Regions from separate parts of the Zea mays genome. Here region 1 is linked to region 2. A link is a contact called in public Hi-C data. All regions are on one chromosome and are shown on one strand. Each heading gives the region's core, a stretch centred on a gene start, on an enhancer-like site or on the middle of the called end of the contact. The rest is flanking DNA. Distances are from core to core; before and after follow the strand shown. Region 1 holds the start of LOC100191642 (Polyketide cyclase/dehydrase and lipid transport superfamily protein). Region 2 holds the start of LOC103626548 (protein DETOXIFICATION 46, chloroplastic).

Region 1 (7,476 bases), core at 4,051-6,550, 990 kb after region 2:
ACATTCGTCCATGACCTGATCTATGTTCTTGTATTGACTCCTGGAATTGATTGTTTTGTTTTGCTCATTTAAATCTACCTCGTGATTCAAGTGTTGAGCTCTCTACCTAGCATGTACCAATTGACTTAAGGCCAAATGAAAAATATCTCTGCTTTTAGTTTCTGGCAATCTCCCATTATTTTTCTGATAAAGAATAGTTCTTAGCTTCTCTGCTCTGATACCTAATTCACCTATTTGTAGGAAACGGCTAAGTCAGTAATTGAGGATGACTCATTTTACACCTTGAGCTTATTAAAGAGAGGAGTTTGTCATGGGTTTGCCCCACAGACTTTCGTATGCTGCATATGCAACTGTTCACTTTCTAAAGAAGGTGCTATTTCAGCCGTACGTTTGTTCAGTTGCGGGCATGCAACACATCTTCAGTGTGAGTCTGAGCAGACCAGGTCATCCAATCAGGAATCCAAAGAGGGATGCCCTGTTTGTCTCTCAATGAGTGATACGCAAGCTCGAAGCAAATCACCTATGTTTGAGAATGGGCTAATGAAGTATTCTGGGGCTGAACATGAAGTGTCACATGGCATGTATCAGATTCATGAAGTTGATCATGCTGAGAGATCTCGTGGGCTTCAACAGATGTCACGGGTATGACTATTATCAGATGGTCTTACCTTTTTTTTAGGTTGTATAATAAATCTTGCAACTAAAACTGGATGCCTTTCTGACAAGTGAAAAGTGAAACTGTACCTAGTTTTAATCTTCAATCGTGTCTCTTCTAATCGGTATGTGATATGTGCATAACATTTATTTTTGCAGTATGAAATACTGAATAATCTTCAGAAAGCGCAGAAGTCCTTTCATATAGAAACCGTACCTCCATTGAAACTTGCACCGCCAGCTATATACCATGAGAAGATACAGAAGAGGACCACTTCGGTTGGTGAAACTAGCAAACATTCTGTTAGAAGTCAGAAACCCCAGAAAATTTGGCAAATGAAGGAGAAAAAATCAAAAGAGGCTGGGAGTCATCATCCACAAAAGTCAAGTTTTCTACGTGAGTTCATATTCCAGTCACTGACATCATAGGCATTAATTTCACTGTGCTGATTCAATTGTGGCTTTCTGTTTGCCTGCTTACTTCCTTTGATCCTCTGCAGGTTAATAGAAGAAAAGATTGCTGATTTGTTAAGTATGGTATGTAGTTCAAGCTTTACGCCTTCAGTAATCTTGCTTGTATCGTGTGGTTTTAATATATGCGATATATATGGAGAATGTCTTTGAGATCAATACTAAAAGAAGGATATTAAGTCTCCAGCCTATATACGGCTGGATGCACGATGAGGCAGAACTTGTCACCGCAGTAGCTCTTTCGAAGTGATGCGAAACCTCCATCTTTTGAGTCTTAGCGAAACACCTGATGACACAGTCAGCGTGGCACAACAAAGTTAGACACTGTTTACAAATGGCTTCACATGTACTTATGATCAAGAGAAAAGGTGGCAGGACTAGAAGGAAAGCGTGTGTATTTGAAATTTTGGATGGAGTTCAGAGTTTGTACTGAAATTCGCTGGCAGGATGGTTGGATAGACTATAGAGCGTCCAATTTAGCATCTAGTGCTATTTCCATTCTCCATTGACAAGCGGGCAAACGGCCAATCTCGAATATGTTTATCCTTTTTGTTGCATGCCTGGTATGCTTGCTCAGTTAACAGTATGGCTGGCCACCAACATCTCTTATTGTTTGGTGCAGAAACCAGATCCAAACTGATTGTTAATTTGCTTCATGCCATCACCACGATCGAATCTTCAAGACTACAAATTTGTCAGCGTGATGGAGCCTGCCCATCAGTACATAGCTTTTTTTTTTGTCTTGGGGATGCATCCTGTTGGTGAGATCCTCTTCCCCTGCACCATGGTCAGAGGTACAGTAGCCACTTTGACCCAGTTTGCTGTTTGACTCGGCTGACTTTACCTTTGTTGCTTACAGGTTTATCATCTTCTGCTTAATTACAGGTTCTGTGGAGCCAAGGTGCTTTGGGCTAGGGAGGAAATTGTAACAGTAAATTTTCATACAGTTCATCGTGATTAGTTTTGTGTACAGAGCAGAGCATACACGTGGTGACATGGTCCCTGTAGAGGGACACATTCGCAGTAAAGGTGGGATGCCTCGATTCATACTCAACAATGTAAAGTAAAGGTGGGATACCTCAATTCATGATCATTGTAAAATACGTGCACAGTATAACACAGGAGCACTGGCTGAGTGGCATGTATCCTTGCAGTTCATCGCGATTAATCTCTGTACAGAGCTGTTATACTGTCGGTTTTGATATCAGTTGCAATTACACATCTGCTACAGTTTTGTAGTATCAGATATCAGAACACGTCGGGCCCGCAGAACGCCTGGAAGCTCGTAGTTGTCGGCGCCGAGCATCCTGTCGCCATTGGGTTGCGCTGTACTGTACTACTACTACTACGCGTCTGTTGTCTAGGTGGGAGGGAGGGGAACAGGGCAACGTCATCTCATATTCATTTTATGGGACGGACTGGACGGAGGCTCCATCTCCATTTAAAGAACTGTGATGTTCAATCAAACTCTGCATTCAACACCCTCGCATCTGTACATTTAAAGAAACAGCGCCTAGAATATGGATTAAAACAATCTGTCTGACGATACTGCCCCCGGTTCGTTCTCATCCTTACCAAGAACAGCTAAGGTAGACCGAAAAAAAACTCTGTTCTTCTCATCTGCATAATCACCTGATCTGGTCACTCAGATACAAGATTACATGAAACAAATTTTTACACATGTATATAGTAGGAAACCCCTCTCCCTCGTGATCCGACAGCCGGCAGCGTATACACACGTAGACACCAAAACGCTCTTCGTCCGCTCTCTTTCAGCCACAATGGCATCAGCACCAATTAACCACATCCACAAAGCCCACACAAACCACCTCCTTCCCCCGCTTCTCGACGTCGGCGATCAGCACACGGCACGACCGTACGAGCGACAAGGTGTGTAGGACGCTACAACGTCTTCCTCTGCCCAACGAACCTCCGCGCGACGCCGAAGATGAGAGCCTTGGTCAGGAGCCCCTGGTCAAGGGTGCAGCAGGCCAGAGCGACCGCGCCGCCGAGCACGAGGAGCCTCGCCGCCGCGTGGCTCCTCGTCGCGGGCTTCTTGTTCTCTGTCTCCTGCGCGTCGTCCGCGGTCTCCGGCCCGTCGCCGCCGCTGGAGCTGGACAACGACTCCATCGACCGGCGAGCGAAACCGTCGGCGCTGACCTTGGTGTTGATCCGGGCCATCAGGGCGCTCCGCGACGGCGGCGCCCCCGCGGCCCGCGCCTGCTGGTAGGCCCGGAGCCCCGGCTCGATCCTCTTCACGCACCCCCACATCCCTTGCCTAATGCCCAGCTTGGCGATCTCGTACGGGATGCCCATGTCCTCGTGGTGGAACAGCAGAACCTCACAGGCCGTCGCCCCCCTTCCTCCTCCGTTCCCTCTCCTGGACTCCACTGTTTCCAAACATCGAGTTCTTAGTTCATCTTTTTTTTTATTGGTCACCATCCTCGAGCAAAGTGAGCGAGCGAGCGAGCGAGGAGAATGGTTTACCTGCGCGGATGCACCAGCTTGAGTAATACAGATCGACTCTCCGAGGTCTGCTACGCCGTGGAATGGATGAGCATGGTATGCCCTGCGCATATATCAATCACATTGCCAACACGTCAACAGTTGGGCATTGTATTTTGCGCAATGCTGATGGCCTGCGTGCATAGCTTGCTTTCGAAGGAACAATGGTGATGGAAAGGATTGGAGACTCCGCTGCCACCAACTCAGCACTAACATCAGAACTTGAATGGTGTCAAAAGTGTACTCCGCAGGTGGTGGACAGGTTGCCTCAGGTCAGTCTCATTGGGCACACATAGCCATCAAGAAATATCAGGATTAGGGAACAAACAGGCCACTGCACTTCTAAAGCTGTGTGCCTTGTGCCTATTCCAAACTGGAGTTATTAGTTGACGGGCAACACAGACACAGCATAGATTACGGTCTGCATGAAGCGTAAGCTATATAGCCAACAGGCCATGTGTCAAAGTTCATCCAAGAAACTGTATAGTACTTTTGCATCAGGGATCAAGCATAAACCCCACTACCTCCTGGAATCAATATCCCCAAACAAGAACAACACGCAGTAGTTCTTTTTTTTTCCAAGTCTAGTTTTACCTTTGTGACGCAATAATAGGCGCCCCCCAGCTTCCATATCCGCCGGGCGATTATGTACTCCCTGTCGCTGCAGAAGAAGGGGAACTGCGACAGCGAGCGCAAGAGATGAGTCATACAATACAATGCGATGAGTCAGCCAGAGAGGCCCGCTATTTATTATTTACCTTCCGGACCCAATGCACTTTCATCGTCCCAGTGGTCCGGCACTCCTCCAGGGTCTTGTGGTAGATGAGCATGTCGTCCCACCTGTTGGACATCCGGAACTCGTCGTCCCCGAAGAAGTCCCTCACCTCCTCTGGACTGGCGTTCTCGAAGATGCTGCTGCTCTGGTACTGCGGAGGCCCGGTCTACAAAATATTCATCCAGATAAAAATAAAATTCAATCGTTACATGAACATGAAATCAAGTAATAAAAAAAAACACGACGCTGAGGCTCGTGAAAAAAAAATCCGCTCACCTGGGCGTCCCTCCTCCACGCCCGGTACGTCATGGTGGGCAGCGACTTCTCCATCATCTTGGTCCAGGCCGGGCCACCGTCCGCGCCCTCCACCAGCCTCCAGAGGTTCACCAGGTCGGCCATCCCCACCGCCACCGCCACCGGCTCCTCTCTCGCCGTCGCCGTCTCCGTCTCCGACGACCTGCCAAGCGCCACCGTTCCGCGGTTCCGTTGCACGGCGTCCTTGTCACCCTCCCTCTGCTGCACGGCGGTGCCGAGCGGGGCGCGGAGGCGGGCGGGGAGCTGGGCCTTCCAGAAGTCGAGCGTGGCGAAGGGCGGCTGCGCGGCGGCGGCGGCGGTGGTGGCGCTGCCGCCGTCGTCCGCGGTGGCGACGACGAGGCCGGCTGCCCAGCGCGGGCGCCAGGCCCAGCCGAGCAGCAGGCCGAGGAGGGCCGCCGCCCACAGGGGCCCCGCGAGGAGCGCCATCTCCCAGGCCGCCCCCCACGCCGTGGGCTGCTCCAGCACCCTGCCCACCGCCGACAGCACGTACCCCATCGGAGCCGACCGGCCGAGCAGTCGACGGCGTAGGGGGTCGGACGCGGCGGTGTGTGTGTGGGGGCAGGGTAGGGGGAGGGATGGAGGGAGGGAGGAAGGAGGGGGGCTTTACGGCCTCTGGCGAGGATTAAAGACTCGATTTTTTTGTTTGGTTTAGGGAAGGGTAAGGTGTGGTGCACGAGCAGGGATGGAGGCGTGTGGACACGGTGCATGGACTATCTCACTCTTGACCTCCCTATCTTTTCTACCTATCTGATTTCTAAACCTTTCATTTTTGTACTTTGCAGAGTTTAAATAATCAATCCCACCCTACTTTATTTGGAGTTCGCAGAGCTGCGTGGATGCTACGTGATATGGTAAACAAAAACAAGAGCTGAGTCTGGTGGGCATTTGTTTATTGGTTAGGACTTAAGCGTTTCATCATTTTTTTGTTAAAAAAGAAAAGAAAAGGTATGGTTTGCCCTTTGGTGTTCTAACTCATGTATTATAGATTATAATAGCGTGCTGATGGTGTGTGCTTACTTACCGCATCATCTCATTAGCTGTTGGTTGTGAAGTCGCTTTCCTAAGCATTCCATGTATCCCCGACTCCCCGTGTTGTTCCTTAAAGGCACAAAGGGTACACAGCTAAAAGGAATATGCTATGCCCGTGGCTTCTAGGCTTGCCAAACTACACAAAAAGGGCCATGCATAACTATTAGTCCGTAGCAACATGACGTTTGATTAGGTGTGGAAAAAACAAAATCTTCGTCCAAATAAATCAGCTCCTAGAGCAAAAAGGGGGGGGGGGGGGGGGGGGGGAATCGGACCAATCTTACATGTTGGATCAGCTCCTAGAAAATTGATTTGTTTATTCAGGAACCGAGGTAGTATTTTACATGGAGAGTGTTATTCAAACATGCGATTTGGTGGGTGGTCAACTCGGTAAACCCTTCCGATCCTATGCTTCTACGATACGTCATTGTTCTTGGCTGAGACTAATTGACTAAATCACCCTAGAGTCAGTCACGTACTCTTTCTCAATTCCCCTCCTCTCCCATGTTGGATATATCCCACAAAAGCGATAAGGGGATATAATAGAACCCAAAAAAAATATTAGTGAGACAAAAGAAACTCACTTTTCTTTTCTTTTTTCATTTGATGAAAGGGGCGCTCTTGTCTTGTGGCCGTACGATGCAGCAGCCCATGGACCGGGCGCATGCACTGCCGCGACAAGCCCAGCCCAACCCCAAAGCGATAAGGGGATCTGGGGGCTGAGGCTGCCGGTGGCGCGCGTCGATTCCGGTGGGGGCCCAAATCTCACTCCCGTCCAACGCCGCGCCGCCACGTCGGCTCGCGACTCGCTTTGGTGCCCCACTCCCCCCCTCGCCGGCGGCGTCACATCGCCACCACTAATCGGGTCGGGCCGGTCGGCCGTCGTGAGTGGCAGCATCCGTGCTTTTTTTTTTGCGTGCTCTGTGCTATATTTTTGCCCCCCCTTGTGTCTGCCACCCATATTGTTGGTACTTCTCCAACACAGATTTTTCTTGCTGCACGAGCTGACACGTCGCGGGTAGTGATCCGAGCACGTCTAGCGTGGCTAGAGAGCTTGTCGCCTTGGCCGTAAGGACACTTGTAAAACATGTACATCATCGAATATTAAAACCACGCATTTTAAACATCATCTTCAGTTAATATCTTTTACAAACAGCGCCTAACTGAGTTTATATGAAAACATGTAATGGCATACTTCAAAACGAAAGGATGTCATCCTATATAGGTTTTGGTCTAAAAAAGAAAAATGAAACATTTTTTATTTCTTTGGATTTTTTTAAAATATATCTGATTTGTCTTCTCAAACTTTTAACTTAGTTTAGCCCATATGATATGGATCACCACATCAGTAAAACCACTATAGGTGAAAAACAATTGTTTTTTAAAAGGCGAGGGATGCCAAAAAAAATTCTTCTGATTTTGGAATTCAACGAGCAAAATGAGACGAGGGAGTTAAATTGGATTTCCTGGATATAAGAATGAAAGGAAGCCATGGCCCACGAAACACGCGTCCATCCCTCTCTCCGGCCCGGCCCACAAACTCACCTCGTCATCTCCCCCTCAAACTGTCGGATAAGCCGCGCGCCGTCGCCGTGGCCATGGCGTCCCTCTCCCCCGCGCTCCTCCCCGGCGCCGGCGTGACCCTCCTCCGAGCGCCGCCCGTGTTCCGCGTCACCGCCTCTTCCTCGAGCTCGGGGAGCAAGAAGGGCAAGAAGCCCAAGAGCGGC
Region 2 (7,594 bases), core at 3,159-5,658:
ACAAATATTCCCTTGCGAGCAATCATTTCATGAGTTACAAGCATAAACCTGATGGGCTGCAAGCGTTATTGCTCCCATAGAAGTCGCAGAATATGTGAGCAATGCATAAAATGCCACCTACAGAGAATTTTGAAATAATTCATTACAGTGATACAAGGAAAGGATGCAAGATTGCTAGACCAGAAAATGTTACCTTGGACGTCATTGTCACAAAAACAGGAGCTGCAATTTCAAATATCTGCAATAGCTCTCTAACTGATGGAATCGTAAATGAGAAAGCTCGAAAACCCTTATTGCTTAGATTTTGCATCATCATGAAAGCTGCAACAACCTGATTGTGTGTCAAAAAAATAGTCACTCTAGAAAACAATTGAATAGTCAAGCATGAAGAAAGAGAGAAAAAACTTGCTGATAAGCAATGAGGTTTCCAATATCAATACAAACCACATAGGCTTCTCAAAATGGAGTGACAGAAAAAAAAACTTTTACTAATGTGTGTTTCACTTATGAGCAAGTTGGATGGTGTGCTTATTAAGCTAAACAGTGCATGATCGACAGCTTTGTGGACCCATGCTCACTTGCTCAGTGCTTATTAAGCTACACAATGAATGATCAACAACTTTGCCATGCTCATGTTGTTACACATTCTTGTTGGGATGTGGCCCGCCTAGGCCAAGCCTATGGCATAGCAAGAATAAAGAATCATCTATCTAGTTCTTGTTTGCTCCTCATTGATTATATCATTTCCCTCAAATTGAGAGGAACATCCTTCCATAGGTACAAACCATTCTTTTCAAGTTCTTGTGTGCCCCTCATTGATTATATCATTTCCCTTAAATTGGGGCGAGTATCCTTCCATAGGTACAAACCATTATCTTACAATTAAACTAACCAAAAACTTCATTACCTCAGTTTCTAGCATAATGTGCAAGATGGTCTAACAAGTCCTACGTTGAAAAGGCTCTCAAACATGCCTTCCATAAAAGATTGAGGAGTGCCATAACAAGTAAAAAGTGTCATTAAGGAGAAGTCACATGGTGATTAAGAAAGTGCCAAGTGTGTCTGTACCTGTGAAACCATAGTTGCCCAGGCAGCACCAGCAATTCCATAGTCACAAACAGAGCAAAGAAATATATCACCAACACCATTTATAACACTAGCAGCTGCCAATGCCTTCAAAGGACCCCAAGAGTCCTTCATGCCCAGACTGAGGTATAACAAACACACTATATAATAAGATAAGCATCCAATCAAGAATAGCTGTAGTATAAAAGACTAATTTGAACCATTGCATTATTATAAGCATGTAGTAGCAGTGTAGCCCATGTCTGTTTATTCATGGCAATACGGAGAATAGGTGACTACAATTGATGACTATTCTTGAAAGTACCAAGTGTCCAACTCAAAGAGATACCAACCAGTATTCAACTAGACTTATATCCAGGTTTTCAATGCTCTACCACAAATCCACAAGAAGAGCATTTGAAGGCAAGTAGGCATGTCGTCTAGAGATATAACTTTTAGGTCCCATTCAAAATTACATATCATGACTTGGATTAACTTTTAGCATATTTTCTTTTGTAGTAAATTTACTTTTCAAATCCGAATAACACAAACTATAGTTTAACAAAGGAAGAAACATGGGACAAGCCAACACTCTCACGGTGCAATTGGTCAGCCGGACACGCCAAAGAAGCGGTCTGCTGGGCCAGCCCGGGTTCGAGTCGCAGCATCAACTTCTTAAGTGAAAAAATCAGGGGACGTCTCTCCCCTTGGTCGAGAAAAAAAAAGAAACATGGGACAAATCCAGCAGGTACAAAATAGAAGAACTAGCAAATTATATCCAATAAATAAGAGAATGAGCACAACAAGTACCTAGCACTTTGAGCAACTAAGCCAACAAGAACTGCAGGCCATGCGAAACCTCTTATCTGAAAGCAAGTATACATATTGATATACGTTACTGCACACAAAAATAAAAGGTTAACTCTATACCCTATGATATCCTACATGTAAACTTCATATGCAGGAGTCTTTTGTAGCATGCCTTTCTTTTCTGCCTGCTTCCCACTCTCATACACAAGCCTCTGAGGTTTTATTTGACATACATCATAAAACTGAACTTTGCACCATATCCACTTATACTATTGATCCTTTTTACTGCTAATGCTCAATAAAAGAAAACTCGAAACCACACGATGCTAGCTTTAACCAGAAATATTTCCTTTTCTATCAATTAAAATGGGGTGATGCCGTGATAACATTGCAGAGAGATATGTTCAACTATACAGACCTGTGCATATGTATTGGCCGAAGAAATAAGTTCATAATTCCCAGATCCAGTAAAAGCTGCAGAGGGAAGAGGAAAGAAGTTAAAAAAATTATATAGTTAATGAAACAATGCATCATAAGGGGCAAAAAAAAACTATATGCCAAAGAATAAACTGACAGGACAAATTCAAATGTGTCTTATATTTCATAGATCCTAACAAAATGTCCTAATCTGACAAACGATTTAAAATAAGTTCAGCAGTAAAGATAAAAGCAGTAATTGTCTAGGCCTCTAGGACAAGGCAGCAAAGCATAAAACGAGATATTACAGTGAAAAAATAACTCATCAGTTTTTTTTTCATTAGAAAATACAGAAATGCTCAGCACTTCCAAGGAAGTATGAAGAACAAGATGATTGTTGCAGGTTCGCAGAATATTTTACTGCAAAGGCTTACCAGTCAATACTTGAGTACCAAACACCTTGGTGAACAAAAACATTCCTATGCCACAAGCAAGAGCAAGAAACAGTAACATAGACACTTGATGTTGTGTAAGTTCTTCATCCTGTGTATGGTAACTGCAACCAGATTAGATAACCAATACAGCAAGAACGCAAAATCCATGAAAGTGATTGCCATTCGACACATTGTTAAAGTCTACTAGCAAGCACGAGCACACAAAGTAGGAGCATAGCAATGTACCAAGCAACAAAATCCTTGGCATGAAGCAAGCACTTGCTGCCAGGTAGTACCCTATGTATGTGCGGTGTGAAGTACAAGTATGGTATTCTTAATAGCAAATCAAATGTATAGTCGCATGCTCATGTGGAGAGAGGGGCAAACTTATATCAGAATAGGTAGCCATGTAACTCTAGTTCGGCAAGAACTTTAAGACTTTGTTTGGATACTCTAGTATTCACCTACACCTCAATCCGCCTCAATTCATGCGAATTGAGGTGAATACTAGAGTATCCAAACGAGCCCTAGGTGGGTAGAACACGACGGACAGAAATATTGCTCGTAGCTAAGGTTGGTATCCTCTTCGCCTGACAGACTGGACCACAGACTGTTCTTAAAACATGATTAACAAAGAAGAAGAGTGTGTCTCCGATAGAATTAGAGGGCACACCTTTTTGGCTAAGGAGGTGGCCACCATGTTGGATGTTGCGACCGAGAGGAACATGAATATGTAGCTTAGGTAATCGCAGAACACTGTCCCAGGCCCTGAAAGGAAAGATATGTATGATATCATTGAGCTGCTAGACGAGGAATTTACAGATGGAGCTACTCTGCAAACCTATGGAGATGATATCATATGAATTAAAGACATGTATGATATGAGGCGCGCCGAGAAGCGCTTGCATTCTCGGGGGTTGGATGACCCAGAGACGCTCAATATCAGTCGTCTGTTACATACAGTTACAAAAGTCGCAGCATCGGAGAAGACGAGGGAGAAAGATAGGAAGGGAGGAGGACGAACCTAGCGCGGCGAGCTGGAGTGCGGAGGTCTGGCCGATGACCATGGTGTCGATGAGGCTCATGAGCGGACCGCAGATCCAGAGCCCTAGCGCGGGGCCGGCGAACACGACGATATCCCGCACCTGCTCCCATATGCCCGCCGCCGCGTCGCTGTCCTCGCCAACCCGCGCGACCGCCGGCGCCGACGCCGAGCCGGAGCAGCGGACGGCGCCGGCGAAGCGCGCCTGGCTCCCCCCGAGCCGCGGCGGTCGCAGCAGCAGCCGGAGGCGGGCCGCGGGAGGAGAAGGAGGAGGGCCACGGAGGCGGTGGAGGGAGGTGGGTGTGGGCGCGGAGACGTGGGCGGCCGAGAGTAGGCGGAGGTGCGCGGACATGGCTGCGTGCGCCGCCGGCCGTCTTACGCGCTCGTTATTATAGCCTCGTAGCCAGGGGAGGGAGACGCGGAGTAGTGTAGTGGTGGTTCACTCGAGCGCCCGCCCCTTCTCCCCCCCTGTGCTGCTGCAGTGCTGCGGCGTCTCAAGGCAATTTAGCCGCAAGACGATGGCGGTGGTGGTAAGGTTTGACGCGCACGTGCTGCTCCGAATCGTGTGGAAGGGAAAGGGACTAGGCGACTAGCCGACGAGTGGGGCGGGAGGGGAGCGAGCTGCCTGTCGCGGTGTCGCCGTTGCTATTTTGAGGCTGGTTCCTGTCTTCCTGAAAATGGTCCCAAGAAAATGGCCCGTCCAAACTAGCCGACGTCAAAAGCTCTCCGCTCAACTATGGGACAATATAAAAAAAAACTGACCATCTAGAAAATACCTCATCCTAGAAAATATCATTCGTTAATGCAATTTTTCTCACCTTGTCTAGTTGGATCTTATTTCTTTTTACTTTTAATATAAAACTAACTTAAAAATAAAAAGAATCAGAACCTAACTAGCAGCGGCGGACTAGAGGTTTTAGGGGCTCGGTGCAAATTTAAAATAGAGGTCCATCAAACTATTGTTATATAAAAATGATATCAATATATAAACTAAAGACGCATCTAAAAATATTCATATAAAGCAACAAATAAATAAAAAGATACATATTATAGTACTATCTTAAAAGTTCTTTTAACATGTTTAAATACGACCGGATTGTGAACGTTTCGTGACTGTTAATTATTCGATATTTCACTATTAAGCTATTGTGTCTGATAGTCTAATTATTGAATGTATAACTAGATTCGGGCCCTATATAATTAGGGGCCCGGGGTGGCGGCCCCTCCGCCCCACCCTCATGGCCGCCACTGCTAACTAGATAGACGAGGTACTGTAATTCGAGAAGAATTATACTACCTCCATTCTTAAATATATGACACTATTAATTTTTTGAAAACTTTAATCACTCTTAATCAACAAAAACTTTGAAATATTATTTATTTTGTTATAATTTATTTTATCACTTAAGGTAATTTGGGCGTTACTTGAAATTTTAGATCTTCGAATAAATATTTTGAATAAGACGAGTGGTTAAAGTTTTTTTAAAAATTAACGATGTTATATATTAAAAAACGGAGAACGTATTAGGGAGGGATATCTTACTAGGGAGGGATAGTTTCTAGACGCTCAGGTTAAGAAGTTACATTGAACGAATTGTCCCGTTTTGGAGGCGTCTCATGTCTGGCTCTCTACACTATTCTGGAGATGAACGAATGAATGAATTGAAATTTGAAAGTCACCTCTCAAATGAATCAACTGCTCTCTCAAGTGATTTCGCATGCGTTACATTTTTTATGCCAAATGAATCAGGAGTCTTTATATGAGCATATCCAATAAAAATAGGGTGAGAAGTTCGCTTGGCTTCTACTCTGTGTTTTTGTCTTTATACATTGTAGAGTCCAAACAATTGACTTTAATCCGAAGCAAACAGCTGGTTTTTGTCTCTATAGATTACAGATTTAGCAGATTAGGTTCTGTTGGATGTCGGTTTTAAAATTTCTCTGAATTAAAGATTGGGATCAAAGAGTATTGACATATGTTGGAGATGCTCTTACACAATTGAATTCGACACAGGTGCCCTTAACACACTGTTTCAACGGGTCCTAGATCTAGGCCACCTTTCTGTCTCGGATTTTCTACCTTGTAATACCCAACTTGTAACTTGTGGAGGATAACCTAAAAGGAGAAATGATATTCCTGTATATATGTGTGTTATCCATATTTATCATTCCATGAGAACATCACATGAAAACAAATAAATAAATAAACAAAAGATACCCAAAAACAAATTATGCATCATGCTGAGATTTTCTTTTGTGTGCACATTGTGACAAAATAAAATAACAATGTGATAAGAAATATATTAAAGTCCAAAGTGGAATTTAAAATCCAAAAGGAATTGTAAAATTTAGAAAAGATAAGAAAATAAGAATTTTGTGGATAAAAATAAGTAAATAAAAATATATTATTCCTCCACTAGAAGCTTGAATTCGTATACTTGACTCAATGGTGAAATTCGTATTCAAAATTCAAATTTAAAATTCAAAATAGTTAAGAATAAAAGAAAACAAGAAAGGAAAATAAAAAAATAAAAAAGAAAAGGGGAGGAAGAACCTACCTGGGCCGTAGATCCCAAATTTGGCCCACTTACCCTTTCCCCTCCGCGCGGCCCAAACCGACTGTGCGCGGCACGCTGACACCACGGGCCCGCTTGCCACTCACTCACGTGCGCGCTCTCTGGCCGGTGGCCCCCACTGGTCAGCGCCATCTCCTGTCTCAGCTGCGCAACTTGCGCCCACTCTCAGCCTTTCACTGAGTCGCGGGCCCCTCTTGTCATCCCGGTCGCCGCGACGGTAACAGCCCGCGCGGGTCGCACGGGAGTTTTCCCCTTTCTCGCGCTGCCGTCGAAATCGCCGGAAATCTCGCCTCAACCCTGGGTTTAGTTGGTCGAGCTCGTCCCTACGCCAGACTATAAAGCCGAGGCCTGACCTAGATGCTCCGCCACCGCCTGCACTCCGCTGTTGCGCGCTCACTGCCACGCCATCCCTTTTCCCATCGCGCCTCGGCCGTGAACTTCACCCTCCAGCCTTGTGACCGGTGGACGAGTCACTAGTTCCCACCCTGGACGTGCTGCAGCAACCTTCCTGTTGGAGCCCTGGACGCCGTGTCGTGCGCCATCGTCGTGAGTTGCAGAAGTATCGCCGCCGCTGCTGATTCGTGGTCCGTCGTGGGCAACATTGCTGCAGGCGCCAAACCAAGGTGAGAATCACCCCCAATCCTTCTGTTGTCTTGGTAATTTGCGTGCACGTAGTTTCGAAGGGATCAACGGGGTTTGGGGTTGGCAATTTCTCGCCGCCGTGCGGCCGCCACCGCGGGGCCGCTCCGTGCCGTGGGTGAGCTCCGCGCGCACCCATGGCACAAAAAAAATGTCCTTAGTGAAAGGAAAATGTGCCCTTGGGCCATTTCTAAGTATTTTGGTGATTTAGTGTCTAACACAAGTGCTTAAATGTAAAATGGTGGACAAAGTACAAACCAAGGATAAAGATATGTTTCTCAGACTTAGTACATTGTTTTATGGACTAATGTATTGTTTCTAAGTGCTGGAAACAGGAAAAATCCAATTGGAAATGTCTTGGCTCGAGCAGCCAAGAATCTGCTCAGTCTGGGAGCACCGGACTGTCCGGTGGTGCACCGGACTGTCCGGTGGTGCACCGGACAGTGTCCGGTGCGCCAGGCTGGTTCGAGCAAAGTGGCCGCTCTCGGGAATTCACCGGCGTCGTACGACTATAATTCACCGGACTGTCCGGTGAGCCAACGGTCGGCCGCGCGATCTGCGCGGGACACGTGGCCGAACCAACGGCTAGAAGGGGGCACCGGACTGTCCGG

Evidence for each region. Hi-C and Micro-C count contacts between places; a contact is called where the count stands out from the background.
Region 1: a contact with region 2 is called in a Hi-C map of leaf, with 2.7 times the contacts expected there. The contact joins the promoter of LOC100191642 here to the promoter of LOC103626548 in region 2. A contact is called at or near these places in 3 of 25 Hi-C or Micro-C datasets (ear, leaf and tassel).

Annotation. Positions count from the first base shown.
Region 1 is chr5:74,698,263-74,705,738 of Zm-B73-REFERENCE-NAM-5.0, forward strand. It overlaps LOC100191642 (Polyketide cyclase/dehydrase and lipid transport superfamily protein), which reads right to left and starts at 5,301. Exons shown (of 5, transcript NM_001348730.1): 1 at 4,682-5,301; 2 at 4,389-4,571; 3 at 4,225-4,308; 4 at 3,613-3,694; 5 at 2,749-3,515. The coding sequence starts at 5,215. The coding sequence ends at 3,028. It overlaps LOC100193154, which reads left to right. Exons shown (of 21, transcript NM_001358667.1): 17 at 241-642; 18 at 814-1,051; 19 at 1,155-1,191; 20 at 1,748-1,919; 21 at 2,011-2,291. The coding sequence ends at 1,159. It overlaps LOC100278883 (Protein LOW PSII ACCUMULATION 2 chloroplastic), which reads left to right and starts at 7,317. Exons shown (of 3, transcript NM_001152015.1): 1 at 7,317-7,476. The coding sequence starts at 7,348.
Region 2 is chr5:73,704,247-73,711,840 of Zm-B73-REFERENCE-NAM-5.0, forward strand. It overlaps LOC103626548 (protein DETOXIFICATION 46, chloroplastic), which reads right to left and starts at 4,409. Exons shown (of 14, transcript XM_008646962.4): 1 at 3,751-4,409; 2 at 3,400-3,494; 3 at 2,727-2,835; 4 at 2,294-2,349; 5 at 1,876-1,931; 6 at 1,069-1,207; 7 at 194-331; 8 at 49-117. The coding sequence starts at 4,120.